Regions from separate parts of the Mus musculus genome. Here region 1 is linked to region 2. The links are chromatin contacts, called in public Hi-C maps. All regions are on one chromosome and are shown on one strand. Each heading gives the region's core, a stretch centred on a gene start, on an enhancer-like site or on the middle of the called end of the contact. The rest is flanking DNA. Distances are from core to core; before and after follow the strand shown.

Region 1 (5,428 bases), core at 1,345-3,844, 98 kb after region 2:
CCACATTCCTCAAAGCATCTGGGTCCTACCGCTCACTCTGCTCCAGGTTTTGGGAGGTGCGATGGGTAGAGCTGATTGTCAGCTTGCCAGCATCTATAGTCACATGCAAGATGGGCCTCCAGGCTTGCTTTTGGAAGATTATCTTGATTGCCTTAACTGATATGCTAGGTGGGGGGGAGTGCGGGGGGTGCTGTTTTAATTGTGGACAGGTCTGCTCCCTGGGCAGGAGATCTTGGATGACATAAGATGGAGAAAGTAAATTGAGCGAAAGCAAGCAACCCTTGCTTTCTGTTTTTTGTTTCCTGAGTGTGGATGTAATAGTCCAGCTCCCTGCTTCTGCTGCTATGCCTCCCCTATCCCGCACTGCTCTTTTCCCACCACAATGGACTGAATTTCTCTGGAGCTATGAGGCTAAACAAAGCCTTCCTCTCTTAAGTTGCTTTCCTTAGGGTCTTTTATTACAGCAATAGGAAAGTAGCTAAGACATGAAGTTGTCCATGTGAAGTTCTCCGGCTTGGCTGGGTGTGGTTCCCAGGTCCCCCCTCATGGCGCTGTCCTTGGCAGGAGGTTCCAGCTTTTTTTCTGGCAGCTCTCACTACATAGCCTGTGCTTTGTAGCAGCCGGTGTGCCTCAACTCCCTTGTAGGAATTGTTCAAGTCTTAGGGTTCTATGCAGAGCTACAGCTGAGCTCCCCTCAGACCTGTGCTGAGTCAGTCATTGAATAGTCTAGCCATCATCCTGACTTCATCCTCTCCCCTGCTTCCGCTCCCCCTCCAGTCACACAGGCCATCTTTCTAGTCCTTGAATACAATGTACTTTCCTTGTCTGTCCATGCCCTGTCCCTGGCACATTATGCCCTATTGACATGTCTGTCTTTCAAGGGTTTAGCAGGAAGGCAGGACAGGCAGCTGGCAACTTGAAGAGTCATGGATCCATCTAAAGGATGCAGTGGCTGGTGACCTTAGGAAGCTGTGAGACCTAGGCCTGAGGGACACAGCGGGGAAGGGATTTCGAGAGCCCAGTGAGACTGGAGCTGTAGTCTCAACAGGCCTGGAACCTGGGAGACAGAGTCAGGAGGGAGCAGGGGAAGAGAGAGCGCCTGCATCTCTCAGGTCCTGTGCTCTTGGGTCTCCCATGGTTAATATTTGCTAGAGGCTGTCTGGCAGGACATCTCTGAGGCATGCTCCATGGCTCAATTGATACAGGATAGAACAGGTAAAAGAATGGGCTTGTGCTATCAAAGGTGGAAACGGAAAGTCCCAATTTTGTGTTGTAGTGGTTGTTTGTTTGTTTGTTTTATCCCCTTTTCAAAAACAACCCAAATTATCTGCTGGCTAGGCCATTTCTTGGCTTTCTTCTTTACTAGACTATCAGTGCCATCAGGGTGGGACCTTGGTGGTTTGGTCCCTTGCTGTCTCTAGTGGTAAATGTGGGCTGACAACAGGTCAGATCTTCATGCTCCATGGAATGGAATAGCCCTGGCTCTGGGTGCAAGTCTGCTACTTCCTGCAGGGGACTCTTGGAACCATCAACGTTTTCCTTTGGGCTTAGGTTGGAAGGGGCTGCAGGTAGGCACCCCAGGACAGGAGGGTGCCAGGCTTGGCCTCTCTAGACTGGAGCCCCATGTTTGTCCTAACAAGAGTGCACTGTAGTGAAACAGGGTGGAAGTCAGGGCTTTTAGATGACCTCATTGCATGGTGATCTGAGCTCTGGGTTCAGTTTTTGGGAGAGAGAAAAGTGAGCAGTAGAGTTGAGAGAAGGTGGACTTGGCAAGGTGGCAGGAGTCGGAGGATCAATAAGAAGAATTGGGGCTTTATCTGAGTCATCTTCATCATATCCTTAATGTCCACTGTCGTGAGGGGAAGCTCTAGCAGGAATCAATAACAGTGCTGAACCTATCAATTCGTTTTGTTTGGTACATCAAGTGTCCTTCACTCCTTTTAGCGAAATACTCATTAAGCACCTACTATGTGCTCAGCCCTGGAAATAACCATGCAAGGTGTGGGCCTGCCAATCTGCACATGGCCCGTATCTATATAAAGCCCAACAGTAGCATCGTGTCTGTCCTGAGTCCTTCAGATATAGAGATATCAGACTTCACAGTGGTGCTCTGAACCAGGTCTTTCTGTGGGCATCCCCATTTTGTTCAGCTAGCATTTTCTTGTGCAGACCCACCTCTGATGGTGTGCAAGGTACTCTCTATGAATCTCCGGATGTCATTATATATCTTATTGTAGGTACTTCTGCTGGCCTGTCCCTGTCCCTCCCTGGGTGAGTTCATCACCCCAGCTTTGACCATACATGCTCTCTATGACTTGGAGCCTACCCTGAGAAAGTGGCTACACTTATTCCAACCCTGAGCGATGTCACAAGCCTATGGGAAGACATTGCCAGTGTCTGCTAATGATGGTTTGGGGGACAATGCAGAGGGTAGGAGCTGGAGCAGAAAAGACAAAAGCCAAAGCCCAGTTGCTCTTGGAGCAGGAAGAGCTCCTTGCAAATGATGTATGAAATGAGGAGCATATGCTGCGAGTGATTCGTGCGCAGGAGCTTGGCTGGGATCCCCAGCCCCTGGCACTGCAGTCGGTGGCTCCATGCTCCCAGCTCTGCAGTGCTCCAGAGTGCTCCTAGGGTGGCTTCAGCTCCCTCTTCTGGTCTCTTCCTATCAGGACGTGCTGCACACAGTAGGCAAATCTGATTCCTCTCCCTTGGTCCACCGAAGCAAAGCAAGAGGGTTGGCAGCAGCAGTGAGTCAGGTCTGACCTTGGCATGTCTCTGCTGGGAGGCAGAGCCCAGAGAGGGACATAGATTCTCCCAAGGTCACACAGGACAAATGTCTTCTGATGTCCTGTGCAGGAGTTCACCCTGATGCAAAGGGGCTTTGTGCACCTCTAGATCAAGCTTGGTGCCAGCATAGCGCTAGCCACATGGTACCCTGTGAACACCCACCGTGGACCAGGAGGCTGATGAGCCTGCAGTCTAACCCCTGTTTGTCCTGTGCTTCTGTGCCATGGCCCCTCACCTGCTCCTGCAGTCCATGTGACATCGCCACTTCAGAGCTCTGGGTACATACTCTGAATGGTGCCAGGTTGGCCCTTGAGGTCACAATGGCTGCTGAAATGAGGGTTAGAGATTTCTGGGGAAGTACAGAAATATCCTCTCTGGGGCTGTCAAGAGGGCTCTGCAGGCAGAGGAGCTTGCCTCGAAAGCCTAGAGATCTGAGTTCAATCTCTGGAACCAACATAAAGGGGAAGGAGAGACCTGACTCCAGAAAGTTGTCCCCTGACCTCCACATTCATCTCATAGCACTTGTCTCCTTCCTGCCCCTCTCTCTCTCTCTCTCTCTCTCTCTCTCTCTCTCTCTCTCTCTCTCTCTCCCTCCCTCCCTCCCTCCCTCCCTCCCTCTCTCTCTCTCTCTCTCTCTCTCTCACACACACACACACACACACCCCTGCACACACACATACACACTCATACATACGTGCACACACACACACACACACACACACACACACACACACATGCACACTAATTTTTTTAAAAATTAAAGAAAGAAATTTTTTCCCCAGGACTTCCCAAGGCCCTCGACAGGCCTGTGGCTTCCTTACCCGTAGAGAGCATCAAAATCCAAAACAACTTCCCTTGGCTCCAACCCCCTATTTATTTTTCTCTTTGACTGGCAAAGCCAGGGCATCGTGTAGTATTTGGTCCCTCCCTGCTTCCCTCAAGTGGACAGCCTGCCTCGGACATGCCTTCTGTCCCCTGGCAACATCCCCGTGATGCCTGCGGTAAAATGAGATGCTCCTGCCTCACAGGGTTGGGTCGTAAAGAACGGTGGCAAGGAGCTCAGCGTCGTAGGTCATGTTGATATTCTCATATTTGTGCTGTATGCTTATAACGTCGTGATGGATGGAGAGAGGATTTTATCATGAGCTCACTCCTGCCTTAAACTGCTAATTCATGTCCCCTCTTCCATTTTGTGTCTCTGCACCCCGTCAAGCGCTGATGGCTGAGGATTTGAGTGCGCAGCTGTGGGGAGGGCTTACGTGGAGGCGGGAGATGGGGAAGCATTAGCAAACAGGGCTGTTAAGAGAACAGTCTCAGCAAGTCGTTTGTGATGAAAGCCCTTTGTCACCTGGTGGTGGGGCCTGGGGCTGCCAGTGTACAATCACAAATAGGAAAGGCAACAATAGCTTACACTCAGTATGGTGCTTTTAATTTTTCAGAGTGATTTATTCAAACTTTTAAAATAAAATATTTATTTTCGTGTGTATGCCTGCGCATGCGCACACACGCATGTACTCTCACGAACACACACACACACACATACACACACACACACACACGCCATAGTACAACACCCATGTGGAGGTGGGAAGCAAAGTTGTGGAAGTCAGCTCTTTCTCTACCACATGGGTTCATGGAGTTCACGTCATTCTTGACAGGCATTGAAGGAAGCATCTTTACCCACTGAGCTATCTTGCCAGCCCCGCACTCCTGGCTTTTATAACATGAGCTCTGGGGATTGAACTCAGGTATGTGTATTTACACAGCAAGGGCTTTTCCAACGGAGTTGTCCCCAGACCCACATAGGATTTTATTTAAATCCCTTCCAGTAGGCCTGTGAGATGAGGAACATATTATTCCTAGTCTATCCTATCGATGAAGAAACTGAGACTTGCTGAAGGGAAGGGATATATGTCAGTCCTAGTACGTGCAGACAAATCTCCAGTAGGGCTGCTGCTCAACCCTTATCCCATCCATGTCCCTAGAGGTCACACACTTTGAGTAGTATGGATTGGGTGACATTTGTGGCTGTGCCAAGGTACTGAGTCAGTGAGTTCATCTACCCACAGCCTACTATGCCAGGCAAAAACACCCAGGAATAGAGGCTCCCAGTATACACAAAGTCCATCCTCATGGGCCTTACCTACGCATAGGAATAGTCAGGCAAACCAGGGGCCCTTTGTAGACTCTGTGGCTTCCTGCCTGTCTGTTTTGTGTTTTGAAATAGGGGACATTTATATAGTCCAGGCTGGCTTGGAACTCACTGTGTGGCCCAGCCTTGTCTGGAACTCAGAATCCTTCTGCCTTAGTCTCTACTACTGGGATTCCAAAGTCCATCTGTGGCTTCCTGGCAACCTTCTCCCTGACCACTCTCTTCCAAAGCTAGAACTTGCCACCCGCTCCTGCAGGGGAAAGATTCTAGCGTGTTCATAGCCCCCACCTCCTGAGGGCTATGGTTCTCCCCATCTGACTTCTGCTCTGCCCTTGGCAGAGACCGCCCCATAGGAAGGCTCACTGCAGCCCTGTATACAATTCCATGTGTGTGCCTGGCTTCCTCCCAGAATGTCCCTTGTTCTCTTTCCCCTCCCTTGGCATTTGAGTCCTTGTGGGTTTGTGTGTCCTACAGGCAGTAGTAGAGGGC
Region 2 (5,335 bases), core at 2,373-4,872:
ACCCCCAACAGCCCCCACAAGAGAAGCATGGTTAGAAGTCACGTAGGCAATGTTTCAAGCTTCTGACCCTCAGGGAATACGAATCATGGTGTTCAGGAAGAGCCGGCTGCACTGTCACTGTGAGCTTGGGCCAGCAACAGCCTGAAAAGGCAGAGAAGCAAGAAGTCACCCCCCCATTCCACCCCTTCTGCCCTCTCCCCTGCTTCCTGCTTCTTCTCTCTGCCGGACTCAGTGTGCGCCTGTGTGTGGCTTGAGAAAGGGTCAAGACGCCTCATGTGGCTAGTAAGTGCAGGCATGCAGGCAGAGCACACTGTGAAGTGGCTGTCCCAGCTGATACCAACCATGATCACAAGGTACTGAGCTAGCTGCCGTGGTCCAGGGCCCAACCATGTTTTTTGGAGACATGAGAGCTGAACTGTGCAAAACACAGAGAACCAAACACAGTTACTCCCCACCTTACACCTCACACTCAATACATAAAACCCACAGATGTGAACTCATCTCTGAAGGACCTACTAAGGCTAGACATATGCCTGACTGCTGGGTATTGTGAGACAAAACCTTTCCCGGGGAACACAGCATACACATCTACTCACCCCAGATAGGGAGCCCATGAGACACCAAAGTACAGACACCATCAAAGTCCAACTTGGTGCACCAATAAACTTTATTGGGGTTACTTACAGGAATGTGGGTGAGAGGTTACTCACAGGAACAGAAATAACGAAAAGACAGCTGATTCACCAAAGCTCAGCCCAGTGTGGGTGACAGCTAACAAAGCTGGGGACCCAGAGCACACTGCACAGCCTACAGGCAGCTCGGTAGGTTAGACAGTTTCCTTTCCAGGTGGATCAGTTGATACATGCCTCTTCCAGGCAGCTGGTCTGGTCTGTCCTTTGTTACAGCTTGGCTTGTGTGTGAGTGGGAATCTATAGTTTCTTACTCAGGCTGGGAGGGAGGGGCCTAGTGAATCTGATAAGTTTCAGGGTCTTCCTGAAGCTATTTTGAGTTGTGTACCTTCTGGCTTAAGGAGCTTCCCTGCAGGTAGGAATGTTTCAGTCTCGGGTGGAAATTGTTCTACAACACTGGGCATTGTGCCTTTGCCCTTTTGGAGCTGTGGGCTGCAGGCCTGGGTCTGAATGAAAGAAATACTTACAGATCGCCCCTGGAGTGCCTCTGCTCCATAGCTGGCACAGTAGCTGGAGAGACAGAGGCCTGCTCTAAGGAGGAACTGTCCAAGCATAGTTAGAGCAACTTTCTGTGGTAGAGCTTGCTTCTTGCACTCCAGACTTGAATGACTGGTGAGGCTGACACACCAGGCATGGGGCAAAAAGCTGACTCACCCCAAGAAGAAATCTTACCTCTTCTAAGCCCTTTGCCCTACTAGGGTGAGCTCAGACAGAAGGGACCTGAACAGTGTGGCCATATCACACGTGGTGACTCTCTCATCTGCTGTGAATGGTAAAGAGGGCCTTGTTTCAGGTAGGCTGGAGCTTAGACCTCAGGGGTTCTTCAGGGTCTGAGTCTAAGGTGGGACAAATGAATAAGGGGAGTCGGGTGGGGGCAGGGTCCCTGGAGATAGCATTGTCTGCTCCTGGGTGATGTGAATGGGAGAAGGCACTGGTCATAGGCCAGGTGCTACTTTACAGTGTACCACACGGGTTAATTCATTTAAGCGCTCAAACACTGTGGAAGCAAGAACGTTAGCACCACACCATAAGGGGGAAGGAAGGATATAGGTGCCCGAGTGGTTGGCATGGATCGTCCGTGGTAAAGGCTACTCCCCAACAGATGGCCTTGAGTGTCTGCACCATTGCAGGATCGTTGAGTCTCCCTGGCAGTTTCCCTAGCCTGGATGTCCTTGAGGACAGTGATGGACCTGTCTCGGCCTTCTGTCCCCAGAAACTGATGCAGGCCCAGTGCCAGGAAGTTGATTAGAGACTGGAGGGAAGGGAGATGGGGAGAGGGGAAGGGAAGCTGATGGAGCGAGGCTTTCTCCGGCATCCAGGGGGCGGGGCTTACGCAGACCTCCACCAGCATCCAGGGCTTCCTGCCCCGTGCCTGTACCCACCCCAGCCTTCTGGGATCCCATCTGTACCGGTCACCCATGGGTGCTCCCCTGTCTCCTGAAGCTCAGCCGTCCCCTTGTCCAAATCCATTTTTCCACCAGACAAACGAGGTCTGGGCCCGCCTTCCCATTCCATCCGACAGGCTGGCTGTCAGCTGCCGTGGCAGCTGCTCTTGTCAGAAAAATTAAGAAGGAAGCAAGAGACGACACAGCCCCTGAGCTGCCAGCCGGGCAGAGACTCCAGGCCGATTTCTGCTGGGAAGGGATTGGGGAGCCAGCCTGGGCCAGTGGGGACATAGATCTCCAATGGTTCTCCTCCCCTAAGAAGGAAGGGTGGTTAAAAGTATGGTTTCCTGAGCCAACCCTCGGGTTGAGTCTCAGCTCTGAGTTGACCCCGCTGTGTGTTTCTTTGGGTCTCACTGAACCTCTCTGGGCCTTGGTTTTCTAGATTCTAAAACAAAATAAGGATAATTAGGTACAAATGAAGGGATTTATTACTAGTGAAATGCTCGGAACAAAATGTGTACCTGGCATCTAGCGTGATGAGTGCCCCTGGCAGTTTACGGAGGATCCCCTTGCCCCAGGGCTTGAGTATGAGCGAGAAGCTCTGCCTTGGCTCACACAGAGCCAGAGTGGTAGGGAGCCACTGGAGAAGGCTTCCTGTATTCTACAGGCCCCTGCGGACCCCAGGCCTGTTCCCTTTGCCCTGGGGACTTCCAGTGTGACAGGGGAGACTTAGTATAGGGACTGGGTACATCAGGAAGGGAAGGCATGAGGAGGATGGTGGCTGGTGGAGAGGACTTTCTGGAAGGCTGGGGAGACCACAATTGGCTGAAGGGTGCAGAGGTGTGAAGTCCCCCCTACCTTTGTTTAAAAAGGGTGTGTTTGTTTGTTTGTTTTTGTTATTTTGTTTTGTTTTGTTTTTTTGACAGGCTTTCTCTGTATAGCCTGGCTAGAACTCACTCTATAGACCAGGCTGGCCTTGAACACCGAGATCCACCTGCCTCTGCTTCCCAAGTGCTGGGATTAAAGGCATGCACCACCACTGCCCAGCTTAAGTTTTGTTTTGCAAGGCAGGATCTCACTCTATAGCCTTGGCTGTCTTGGAACTCATTATGTAGAACAGGCTGGCCTCAAATTCACAGAGGTCTGCCTGCCCCTGCTCCTGAGTAGGCCACTAGGCTGGGCCTAGACCTTTGTTTTGAAGACAGTTTTTTTTTTTTTAGGTGACTTGGAACTCACTATGAAGTCCTTGTTGGCCCCTTAACTCCTGGATTCTCTGTTCCTCTCCTAAGTGCTGGGGTTACAGGCAGGAGCTCTAGTGCCCAGCTGGTCTCTTCAAAAAAAAAAAAAACCAAAAAACAAAAAACATCTCCCTATGTTACCCAAGTTGGCCTCACAATTCCTGGGCTCAAGTAATCCTCCTGTCTCAGCTCCTGAGTAGCTGGGCATGCCACCAAAGCCCTACTAAGGCCTTCCCTAAGGGACTGTAGCACCCAGCTTGCAGGTCACGCAGCAGCTGAGCGCTGCAGGCTCCGTCCAGAAGGGGGCAGCCGCGGCGCGTGGATGTGTGTCAGCTTTGCTGAGCTCCTACCTAGGGAAGAGTCTAGGCAGGAGAGCTCAGACGCCGGTGTTCAGGTTTTCAGACTGGAGCGCCACCGTCACATCTCAGGAACAGTCCCGCTAGAGCGCAAGGACGCCCACAAGAGCAGGGGCCTTTAGTCATTCTCAGTCCTGGGACCATGTTAAAATCACTCCCGCAGTGCTAAAAATCTCCAGAGCCTGTGCCTTCCTCAGATTGCTGTCAATTAGTCTCTGGGGGCGGGGCCCAGGAACCGCAATTACAAAAAAATCTCCTCTGACATACTTAGCAGATCTGGTCGCCAGGATCTGAGATTGAATAAACACAGTCCTGGCTACCTTTTTCTTCCTGAGAGGGAAGTCCCGGATGGGGGGGACAGTCCTGGGAGTTCCTTTGGTTAGGGTTGGTTTCAAGGGTGAGAGGTGACAAAATTGACAGTGGACAAAGGTGCTTGCTCCCACCCTCGGAGGGGGAAGTTCTCAGAGGGCAGGTAGGTAGAATACATGCGTTCTTGAGCATGTGTGCACAGGCATGCTTTGAGAGTTCAGGGTGACTACGTGCCTGCACACACATTTCTCTGGCCAGTACAGGTGCTACATATGCATGCTGGTATAGGAGAGTTATTCATACTCAAGAGCTGCTAAACAACTCCTGTACAAATACGGGTGTGTGCGCACGTGCGCGCGTGCACACACACACACACACACACACACACACACAGAGAGAGAGAGAGAGAGAGAGAGAGAGCTGTGCTTTTTCCCTGGCTCACACGACCCACAGTGTGTGGCTACCTCAGGGGTGGAAACCTGCATGCCCCGTTTCCATGGGTCTTTTCAAGCCTCTGCAGGCGTGAAGCTTTGCTGTTTGAAGGTCTTTTTCCTTTCTTCTCCCGACCAGCCTGATCGATACGCCTCCCTGGTGCAGCCTCCCCACAGACCACACACACAGACTGGATCTGTGCGGACAGAGTCAAGTGTGGGCTTAGAAAAACCCACAACCCTTGGGGCCGGATTCTTTCAGCCAGGCTCCAGGTTGGCAGCTGGCCTTGCTAGTAGCAACCTCCTCATAGCGGATGCAGCTGGCACTGGGCACTGGATACCCACCCAGCAGGTCAGGCCCACCATGTTGAAAAGGATATGGGAGGTCCTAACGCTGGATGGGGACAGAGAACTCCTGGACAGACCAGTTCTGTTGGTGAAAATGGTGTGTGTGCTTACTGGTTGGTTGTTTTATTTGATTCTCTTTGAGACGAGAGTTCAGACCCGATGAAGAGTGAGCCATCTTTATTGTCACCGTGGTGGGAAGTGGAATCACATAGGAGACACACTTTTGGGTGTGTCTGGAAGGGTGTTCACTGAGCAGGGAAGGTCCTCCCTGAATGTGTGTGTGTGTGTGTGTAGTTGGGCTGGAGACATGGCCCATTGGTTAAGAAAGCACACTGTTCTTGTAGACAACCTGGGTTTCTTTTCTAGCACCCACACGGAACAGCCCATAACAGCCTGTACTCCTAGCTTCGGGGAGCCCACTACCATTTTTTTTTTTTTCTGGCCCATGAGACCATATGCACATGGTCCAGCCATCACACGGTCACATAGTTACAGAGAAGGCAATCTGGGCCGCACAAATCTCTTTGCATCATGATTTTGAATATCATGTGACCAGCCACTTCATGGCCTAGCCACCAT

The links. Hi-C and Micro-C count contacts between places; a contact is called where the count stands out from the background.
Region 1: a contact with region 2 is called in a Hi-C map of cerebral cortex, with 2.5 times the contacts expected there. The contact joins two enhancer-like sites. A contact is called at or near these places in 3 of 15 datasets of contacts at CTCF or cohesin (embryonic stem cells and stem cell-derived epiblast-like cells), 17 of 484 Hi-C or Micro-C datasets (the C2C12 cell line, cerebellum, cerebral cortex and 5 more) and 3 of 115 datasets of contacts at active chromatin or transcription factors (bone marrow-derived macrophages and embryonic stem cells).

The regions. Positions count from the first base shown.
Region 1 is chr4:125,255,462-125,260,889 of GRCm38.p6, forward strand. All of the region lies in intron 4 of Gm32611 (a long non-coding RNA gene), which reads left to right. Among named protein-coding and RNA genes, the nearest start is that of Gm46869, 32 kb to the right of the region's middle. Within about 2 kb of position 2,595, at least 6 of the 459 cell types and tissues checked have an H3K27ac peak or open chromatin away from gene starts, as enhancers often do. A contact at or near this core is called in cerebral cortex, where this site is marked.
Region 2 is chr4:125,156,894-125,162,228 of GRCm38.p6, forward strand. All of the region lies in intron 2 of Gm32611 (a long non-coding RNA gene), which reads left to right. All of the region lies in intron 2 of Gm40245 (a long non-coding RNA gene), which reads left to right. Among named protein-coding and RNA genes, the nearest start is that of Gm40245, 9.5 kb to the left of the region's middle. Within about 2 kb of position 3,623, at least 20 of the 459 cell types and tissues checked have an H3K27ac peak or open chromatin away from gene starts, as enhancers often do. A contact at or near this core is called in cerebral cortex, where this site is marked.